Linked DNA regions of Sus scrofa: region 1 is linked to region 2. Evidence: chromatin contacts called from public promoter capture Hi-C data. All regions are on one chromosome and are shown on one strand. The core of a region is the stretch at or near the end of the contact, and the rest is flanking DNA. Distances in the headings are between cores, read along the strand shown. Region 1 holds the start of EFCAB2 (EF-hand calcium-binding domain-containing protein 2). Region 2 holds the start of DESI2 (desumoylating isopeptidase 2).

Region 1 (4,581 bases), core at 969-3,468, 190 kb before region 2:
GAGAAAAATGGTATGTTGACATGATGTTTCAAGCACTCCGAAGAACAAAGGTGGAATGTTATTTTCATTTCTAAGATGTTTACTTCTACAGTTTCGTGGCTTTTTTTTTTTTTTATGTTTTTGCAATGAGTTCCCCCAATTACCAAAATTAACGGAGGATGGTAACCGAGGATCAGGTTTTTATCACACCGCCGAATTAAAACAACGTTAATAGTCTGGCGAAACACACCCATCCCTCCGAGCCCTCCGGCGACAGGACGCCGGTAGGGCGAGTCCCGCCTCTGCCCGCCGCGACCGCGACCGCGACCGCGCGCACTGGGTCCGCTGGTGCCGCCGCAGAGGCCCGGCCGGCGCGCGGGGCTCCCCCCGGTCCCTGCTGGAGTTGGCTCTTTCCTCTTTATTAAATCTGTTTTAGGATGTTTGTTTAAGACAAGCCACCACGCGGGGGGCGCACCAGCACTTGGAAGCCTGTGCGACGGAGCGGCGGTGACCTCGAGGCCGTCCTCCCACATCCCCGCTATGGAGGCAAAATGGTGGCCGCGACCGCCAAGCCGACCGGGCGGGGTTTCGGCGCGGCCGGGGAGGCGCCCCCCGGACTCTGGCGGCCGGGTCCGTCCTCACCCAGGCCGCCCCAGGGGCCCACGGCCTGAGCGGTTGCCGGCGTGGCGCCTGCGGCCACGAGAGCCTCGCCGAGGGCCTGGAGGCGGCGTCCCTGAGACCGTGAACAAGGACGCCATTATGGCCCGGCCGCCTCCGGAGGAGCCGCGGCCCCAACCCGCGCAGGAAGCGAGGCTCGGCCTCGGAGGAGGGGCGAGGCGGAGGGGGCGGGAGGGCGGAGCGGCGGGGCGGGGAAGCCGGCGGGAGCGGGGGAGGGGGCCTCCCCTCCCCTGCCGGGCGCGCGGCAGGCTGCGGCTGAGTCTGCGTCTCGCTGAGGGCGGGGCCCCAGAGGCAGGGAGACCCACCCCGGCCGGAGCTCCTCCGCGCGGCCCGGGGTCGCGGCGGGCGGTGAGGGCCGGGCTCCCGCGGCGCCTCTTACCTGTGCCTTCCCTCTCTCTGTCGTCCGCCATCTTGTTGCGGCGCCGTCGCCCGGGAGAGGCCGGTCGCTAGGCGAGGTCGCGGCGCCCCGGCCCCCTCCTGCCCCGCGGCGAGGCCAGCCCGGAGGATGGGCATCTCCGAATCCCAAGGGAAAAAGACCCTGGAGCGGGGGGTGGGGGGGAAGCTCCGAGCGCGCGCCCTCCCCGTTCCCGCCACGACCCTCTGACGCCCTGGAGGCCGGAAGCCTGGACGCGCCCCCCGCGCCCCGTCCCTCACATCATCCTCCTCCTTCCAGAACCGAGGCCTGAGCCCAGGTTTCTCTGGCTTGGAGGAAGTATTTAATAATAAAGCCTGGAACCCCTCCTGTTCTTGTCTCTGATCATTTGGGGACATCACGGACACACTGCACTCCCCCTCCCCTCCAGTTCTTTGGACCTGGCGTTGCTCGATTTTTTTTTTTTTTTTTTTTCCTACTGCAGATTTTTAAACGCAGCTGGAGAACTGGGTGCAGAGCTCAGCTCCCGAGGGATGACAAAAGCAGCCCGCCATCCCGCCGCCTCCGCTTGGCGTCCGCAGGCCACGGAGGGGCCGGACCTGCCCCACCTCCTGCCCTCGGTTTTCTCCCGTCCAGGACTCGCCTCCCGCTCCCAGAGGCGGCGGCCGAGAGCTGGAGCTGGGACGGAAAACTGGGCCGGCGCGGGAGGAAACCAGAGCCATTAGGCTGTTATTACTAGGAGGAGCGGAATCGCAGTCGAAAAACATGTGTAAAACAGGCGCAAACATTTGCGTTGTCAAGGCTGCGATTTCGGATACAAAATAGAAGGTTCTCATAGCAACAAAAAAGTACCCCTGTTATGCTCACCGTTAGTAGGTGGAAATGTGCTTAGGTGTGAAATTTGACCAGACCACCCGTTAAAGGTACCCAGGGAAAGTTTGAAATCAAGCGTTTCTGAAACTTTGAAGCTGTAGCATGATGGGAAATTTTTTCTCTTTTTAAGGGAAAGCTTACTAGAATGTTTTCTTTCGAAAATGATTTTTGAATAATATCCCTAATGGTGTAGTTCAAGAGAATATATATATTTTAAAACGAATTTTAGGTGATTTTAAGTGCATCTGTGTATTCATTTATGTGATTTTATGTGAATGTTTATAAGCCGTTAGCTAAATATTAAGAGGCCTTCAAAATATAAGATATCAAACGGTTTTATTACCTGAGTTTTTATGCTCCTTTTATTCTAGTTCTGTAATCCCTTAAAACCTTAAGTTGACTAATAATCTTTGTTAAAATATTTTTTTCTGTAGAAGATATTCATGTGGTGCTCTGATCATTCCCTTTGAAATTGACTAGAAACAATTGAATCATCACAAAATGGCTCGTATCTGAAGATAGATTCTTACATACATGGGATATAATTGTGAACAGCTGAAAAATAGGGGAAAGTAATCATTAGCATGTATATTTAAATTTCATAGTCATTATGGTCTAGTTATATGTTTTAAAAGACCCCTCTTTCCATATAGATGATGAAGGTCTTTGAAATAAATGTGGAAAACCCCAGCTTCAGGTTCCCTACAGGCTCAGACGCTGCTTTCAGTTTTCTTTTTCTGGAATGCCTTTCCCTCCTCTCTCTCTCCCCTCCCAGTATTCACCCCCCCACAGACACACATTTGTCCTCTCCCTGTCGTCAGTGACATCCCTGAAGGTCAAGTACTTGAAGCTTTCCCTGTCAACCCTTTCCTTGGAGGTGCCCTACTGGTAAATCCTCTTGCAGTGATTTGCAATGACTTTGTTTATTTCTTTCCGCCTATCAAAGGTAAGCTCTTGAGGACAAGTTGTGCTTTATTTGTCCATATATCCCCAGTGCCTAGAACAATTTCTCCATGTTTGAAATAATGCCTTTTTTTTTTCTTTCTTTCTTTTTGGGGCCAGACCCAAGGCATATGGAAGCTCCCAGGCTAGTGGTCACATTGGAGCTTCCGCTGCCGCCCTACTCCACAGCCACAGCAATATGGTATCCGAGCTGAATCTGTGACCTACACCACAGCTCACAGCAATGCCAGATCCATAACCTGATGACTGAGGCCAGGGATCGAATCCGCAGCTTCATGCATCCTAGTTGGGTTTGTTACCACTGAGCCACACAGGAACTCCCAGAAATAATGTACGTTTTTAAAATTAGGGCAGGAGTGGAGTTCCCTTCGTTGCCCAGTGATTAACGAACCCAACTAGTATCCATGAGGACAGGAGTTCGATCCCTGGCCTCGCTCAGCGGGTTAAGAATCCGGTGTTGCCGTGAGCTGTGGTGTAGGTTGCAGACCCGGCTTGGATCCTGCATTTCTCTGTGGTGTAGGCGGCAGCTGTAGCTCCGATTCAACCCCTAGCCTGGGAATCTTCATATGCTGTAGGTGCAGTCCTAAAAAGCAAAAAAATAAATAAATAAATAAAATTAGGACAAAATTTAGTCTTCTCAAAGACTTAATGGGAAACAAACTTTATTATTTAGATTATTTCAAGCCACATTAATCTGTACTTCTCCGAAAGCCAACAGCACATTTAAGACAACATTGTTTCTCTAATTTAAATGATAAAAAAATACTTAATGTATGTTAACTAACCCCTCCCTCCCCAATTAGATTTGAAGACTGGAGCCCAACATATAGACCTTTTTTTTTTTTTTTCTATTTCTTTGGGCCGCTCCCGCAGCATGTAGAGGTTCCCAAGCCAGGGGTCGAATCGGAGCTGTAGCCACTGGCCTACGCCAGAGCCACAGCAACGCGGGATCCGAGCCTTGTCTGCAACCTACACCACAGCTCACAGCAACGCCGGATCCTTAACCCACTGAGCAAGGGCAGGGACCGAACCCACAACCTCATGGTTCCTGGTCGGATTCGTTAACCACTGAGCCACGACGGGAACTCCTAGACCTTTTATATATACACAGTATCTGTCCCAACTTGGGACACATACTAGGAGCTTAATATTTTCAATTGACTAATTGGCTGATTAGTCCTAAAAATAATTAGTCTGGAAAACTTTCCACAAAGTGAAAAAAAAAAAATTACCATCCAAGTGACAAAAGCCACCTACGCCAATGTGTAAATGCAGACACTACGCTGATGCTTGCTGGAGGTTTCCACTTTTCTTTGGTTTTGGAAACCTGACCTCTGATTATATTACTCTTTCAATGCTTTTTAAACATTATTAGCTTACTTTGGGCAATAGCAAATTAATTACAGCTATATTTCTTTTTCCTCAGAATATATTTCAATATAGATTGGATAACTTTGTAATATAATTAATATTTTGCTGCTAAGGAATTTTTTCATTTAGAATTTCACAGTGTTGTTTGTTTTTGTTTTTGTTTTTTTCTGGAAATTCAGAATTGAAAAGTTATTTTTGATCCCCTGCATGGATATTAGACAAGCTTAGGTCTAAACCAGAAAAGCGAAGGCAGGAGTTGCCATTGTGGCTCAGCGGGTTATAAGAACCCAACCTTGTGTCCTCGAGGGTCCGGGTTCGATCCCTGGCCTCTCTCAGTGGGTTAA
Region 2 (4,403 bases), core at 1,251-3,750:
CCTTTACATCTTGTTCTGCTCTTAGCAAAAGTAGGCTATTCTGTCTTGATTTGTTACTACTGTGACATTCTAAATTCCTTAAAAGAAGAGATAATTCACTTTGGTGACTTCTACAGGGTCATAACTAAATAACTGTAGGCTGCCAAGTTAGTGGCATAAAACACAAACTGAAAGCTCTCAAAAAAACACACAAGGACTTCCTGTTGTGGCGCAGCGGAAAGGAATCTGACGAGTATCCATAAGGACTCAGTTTCGATCCCTGGCCTTGATCAGTGGGTTAAGGATCCGGAGTTGCTGTGAGCTGTGGTGTAGGTTGCCAACATAGCTCGGATCTTGAGTTGCTGTGGCTGTGGAGCAGGCCGTCAGCTGCAGCTCCTAATCGACCCTTAGCCTGGGAACTTCCATATACTACAGGTGCGGCCCTAAAAAGCAAAAAAAAAAAAGAAAAAAGAATACACAAGCCTAGGTTTGATAACTCAGCTATAAAGACTCATATACCTCTGTTAGGAAGAAAAAGCAATACATAAGAAATAAACACAGGAATTATGCAGTGGAGAAGATAATGAAACAGACTGTGGTCTAGAAATTCTAGCTCCTACTTCGAAGTTATCAGGCCGGGTTTAACCCACCCTTTTGTCTCTCTCTGCTCCCTCTGTAACTACCTCCTCTGCAAAGGCGAGGTGAAGAATAAGATCTTTGTTGTCTAGTTAATACCTCTTCCTCTACCTTCGCAGATTCCTTTTAGACTCTGAAACCATGGCCCCCTGGCCACTGCAGAATTCTGACTTATAAAGGAGTGGAAACCATCTGCAAGAACAGGAAGACAGTGTTCTCAATACATCATCAAGGATGGTTTGTAACACTCTTCATGAATAAACAGTCAGATCACTGAGGGGGTGGGGGGCAAAGACACGGTAAAAGGGATATAAGAATTCTTGAAAAGTAAAGGCAACTACAGCTCTCTGCAGAAAAAGGTTAAATCTGGGGAATTATTTCTTAACCAGTCACAAAGGCCAAAGACCTTACAAAGCAGCACGATTTTCTAGCATCTCTAATTCTGATTATTCTTCTCTGAAACTTTTGCTACAGTGTTCCACTTTTCTTAGAGCCTACACCAAGCTATGTCCTACTCTCACGAATTCCCAGATTGCGGCATGGGAATTCTCTTCTACCCAAGATACGACACTGGAAATTTAAAAACTTAAAGACAATGCAAGAGAACCAAAACTTTAGGTCTATGAAGGAGAACAAGACTCCCGACCTTTAGTATTTCTGTTCTTTTGCATCCAGCAAAAACAATGATGGGAACGTTCGGTCAATCCGAAAAGAAATTTTAAACAACGCAAAGAGAGGTAACCGCTTACAAAGCAAAAACTAATCAACCCAAAGCCATACAAACCCAAGCATGCCTCTAACTGCAACAATAATTTTGTACTGGGTGTTTCAATGGCAAACCGATCCTTGGACTCGATTCTGTGGGCTTAGAATACACCAAAGGCAGATGACATAACAAACAAGTTCTTCCCGTCCCTCTCCTGTGGTCACGTCAGATACCTGTTGCATCACCCGGAAAGTGGTCTCCAGAATCCAGGAAAGGAGCACCATCAGGATCCCTAAATAAGGCAGCCGGACTATCTGCTGGATCAATTTTAGCCTCCATTCATTTTAATGAGGTTGCCTTGGAGGCAGGGGTGTGTTGGCTCCTGTTCACCTCTGAAGTCAGTCTCCAGCACAAGCGGTGACTTTCTGGACTTAAGAGGGGCTTGGGAGTTTCCAAGGACTTGGGCATGAACAGAGATGTGCGGCTCGGCAGGAGGAGAGGGGAGGGGAGAGCGGGCAAATCGAGTGGGAGAAGCAGGGCAGCCCCGGAGCCCCGGTGGTGGCGTGGGAAGTCCGACCGGCGACCTAAGCTTCGTGGAAAGGACTCGGCTCGTCGGCCAGGGAGTGGGGCCCAGCTCAAGGTCCGAGCCACGTCGGGGCACGCGAGAGGTTCAAGGCGAACCAAATCTCGGCCAAAGCCCAAGGGCAGCCTGGGCTACGCGAAAAAGCGCGCCGACGTCGGCGGGGATTAAGAAAATATTACTCCCCTCCCCCCACCCCGGAGAACTAAGCGGGAGGCGGCGACGCCAGGCAGGAAACGCGTGGGGCCGGGTCCGAGCCGACCGGCGAGAGGATGCCGGCCTGGGCCGGGCTCGGCCCGCGGGGGCCGTACTCACTCACCATGTCGTACACGTTGAGCACCACTAATTGGTTAGCCCCCATCCTCCTCCCGGCGGCCGCCGCCTCGCCCTCCAGCCGCTCCGTCTCCGCGGGGCCGAGGCCGCTCCCACCCCCGCGGGCGCCTCAGGGGGCCGGAGCCGGGCACTAACCGCACAGCCCGGCCCGTGGCAGCCGGCGCGGGAACATCGGGAACCGGGTCGCTCCCGGGTGCCGCGGACAGAAGCCTCTGCGCCGACGGGGCCGGACCGTTGGCGGCCCGCTAGGGCTCAGGCGCCTCCCCCGGTGGAAGACACGTGGGGGAAGGCGGGGCCCGAGCGAGAGGCGGGCGCCAGGCGCCCGGGGGCGGGGCCGGCCGGCGCAGGGGCTGGGCCCGCCTGCGCTCTAGCCTCCAGTGCCGCGCTCGGATCTAAGATGGCGCAGCCCCCGCACCTCTGCGCCCGGGGTCCTAGAGAGACTACAGTTCCCAGCATGCAGTGAGGAAGCACAGAGGCGGAGCCTCAACAACCCTGGACGGTCTTCGCGGCGTGTTGCTAGCCATCGACTACAGCTCCCAGCATGCGGCGGGGGCCCGGTGCTGTGGACCAGGCCTCCCCAGGAGACTACAGCTCCCAGCATGCAGTGCTTGCGCTCTGTGCCTTAGCCCTTGCAGTCCGCCCTTGCGGGGCAGTGAGAACTACCTGCAACGCCTTCCGCTGCAGGTGCAGTTACTTTCTGTCGCGTTGAGCTCGATGAAAGCATCGGAGCGTGGCAAAAGACCATAGTGATGACCCTGTTTTCCAAATCCATCCTCACTTTTTTTTTGTAAGCAGAAGGATGGGGAAATAGAGGAAGGCAGGTTACTGGTGGGGGAAAGAGTGTAACATGCATCCAGTTAATCCTTAATATGGAATTTTACATTTAATGAAACCATCCTGCTGAAATGGGAAAAGAATACAGTACTCATAGACTAGCACAACCCTAGGACGTGGTAGGTGCTATTGCATTCATTCAAAAAATACTTGTGTGTCTGCCCTTTGCCAGGCGGTGTCCTAGGGCTTGGGGGAATATGGAAATAAACAGGAGGAAGGGCAAAATATCTGTGGCATGTGCTTTGTAGAGAGTTAAAATGGGATGGAGTGATGCAGTGGGAAGGTCTCATTGACGAGGTGAGGTTTAAGGCCATCTAAACGACAAAAAGCCAGCTCTGCAAGTATCAGGGAACAAACAGCTCATTAAAAGGGAGAAGCAGGAGTTCCCTTCGTGGCTCAGCGGTTAAAGATCCCCCAAGTAGGATCCATGAAGATGCAGGTTCAATCCCGGGCCTTGCTCAGTGGGGTTAAGGATCTGGTGTGGCTGTGGTGTAGGCCAGCAACTGTAGTTCCCTAGCCTTGGAACCTCCATGTGGGGTCATTTAGATGCAGAGCAAATTAAAAAAAAATGTTTTTAGGTTTAATTAGGTCCCCTTCGTTTTTATTTCCATTATGCTAGGAGACAGATTCAAAAAGATATTGCTATTCCGTGTCGCAGTTAACAATGACTAAACATGAGTCGGTTCGATTGTTGCTCAGTGGTAATGATCCGCGTTGCGTGAGCTGTGTATAGTTCAGAGCGCTCGATCCATGTTGCTGTTCTGCATAGGCCGGTGCTACAGCTCGATTACCCTAGCTAACTCCATATCCGGGAGTGCCAAAAAAGCAAAAAAAAAAAAAAAAAAAAAAAAGATATTGCTGTGATTTATGTCAAGAGTATTCTTCCTATGTTTTCTCTGGAGTTTTATAGCATCTGGTTTTACACATACTTCCTTAAACCATTTGGAGTTTATTTTTGTGTATGGTGTTAGTGTTCTAATTTCATTCTTTTGCATGTAGCTGTCCAGCTTTCCCAGCACCTCCCCCCCCCCTTTTTTTTTTTGCTTTTTAGGTCTACATCCACAGCATATGGAAGTTCTCAGGCTAGGGGTCGAATTGGAGTTACAACTGCCAGCCTATACCACTGCCACAGCGATGCTAGATCCGAGCCGCGTCTGCGACCTACATCATAGCTCATGGCAATGCCAGATCATCAATCCACTGAGCGAGGCCAGGGATCGAACCTGCATCCTCTTGGATACTAGTCATATTCCTTTCTGCTGCACCACATGGGAGCTTCCCCAGTACCACTTATTGAGGAGACTGTATGACTATTTTCTAAAACTCTTTGTCTAG

The links. Promoter capture Hi-C pulls out the DNA fragments that hold promoters and counts their contacts.
Region 1: a contact with region 2 is called in a promoter capture Hi-C map of liver, with 5 times the contacts expected there. The contact joins the promoter of EFCAB2 here to the promoter of DESI2 in region 2. A contact is called at or near these places in 1 of 5 promoter capture datasets (liver), 3 of 47 Hi-C or Micro-C datasets (liver and skeletal muscle) and 2 of 2 datasets of contacts at active chromatin or transcription factors (alveolar macrophages and skeletal muscle).

What each region holds. Positions count from the first base shown.
Region 1 is chr10:17,555,861-17,560,441 of Sscrofa11.1, reverse strand. It overlaps EFCAB2 (EF-hand calcium-binding domain-containing protein 2), which reads right to left and starts at 2,218. Exons shown (of 6, transcript XM_005653792.3): 1 at 1,037-2,218. The coding sequence starts at 1,428.
Region 2 is chr10:17,363,763-17,368,165 of Sscrofa11.1, reverse strand. DESI2 (desumoylating isopeptidase 2) reads right to left here and starts at 2,500. Exons shown (of 5, transcript NM_001097419.1): 1 at 2,221-2,500. The coding sequence starts at 2,262.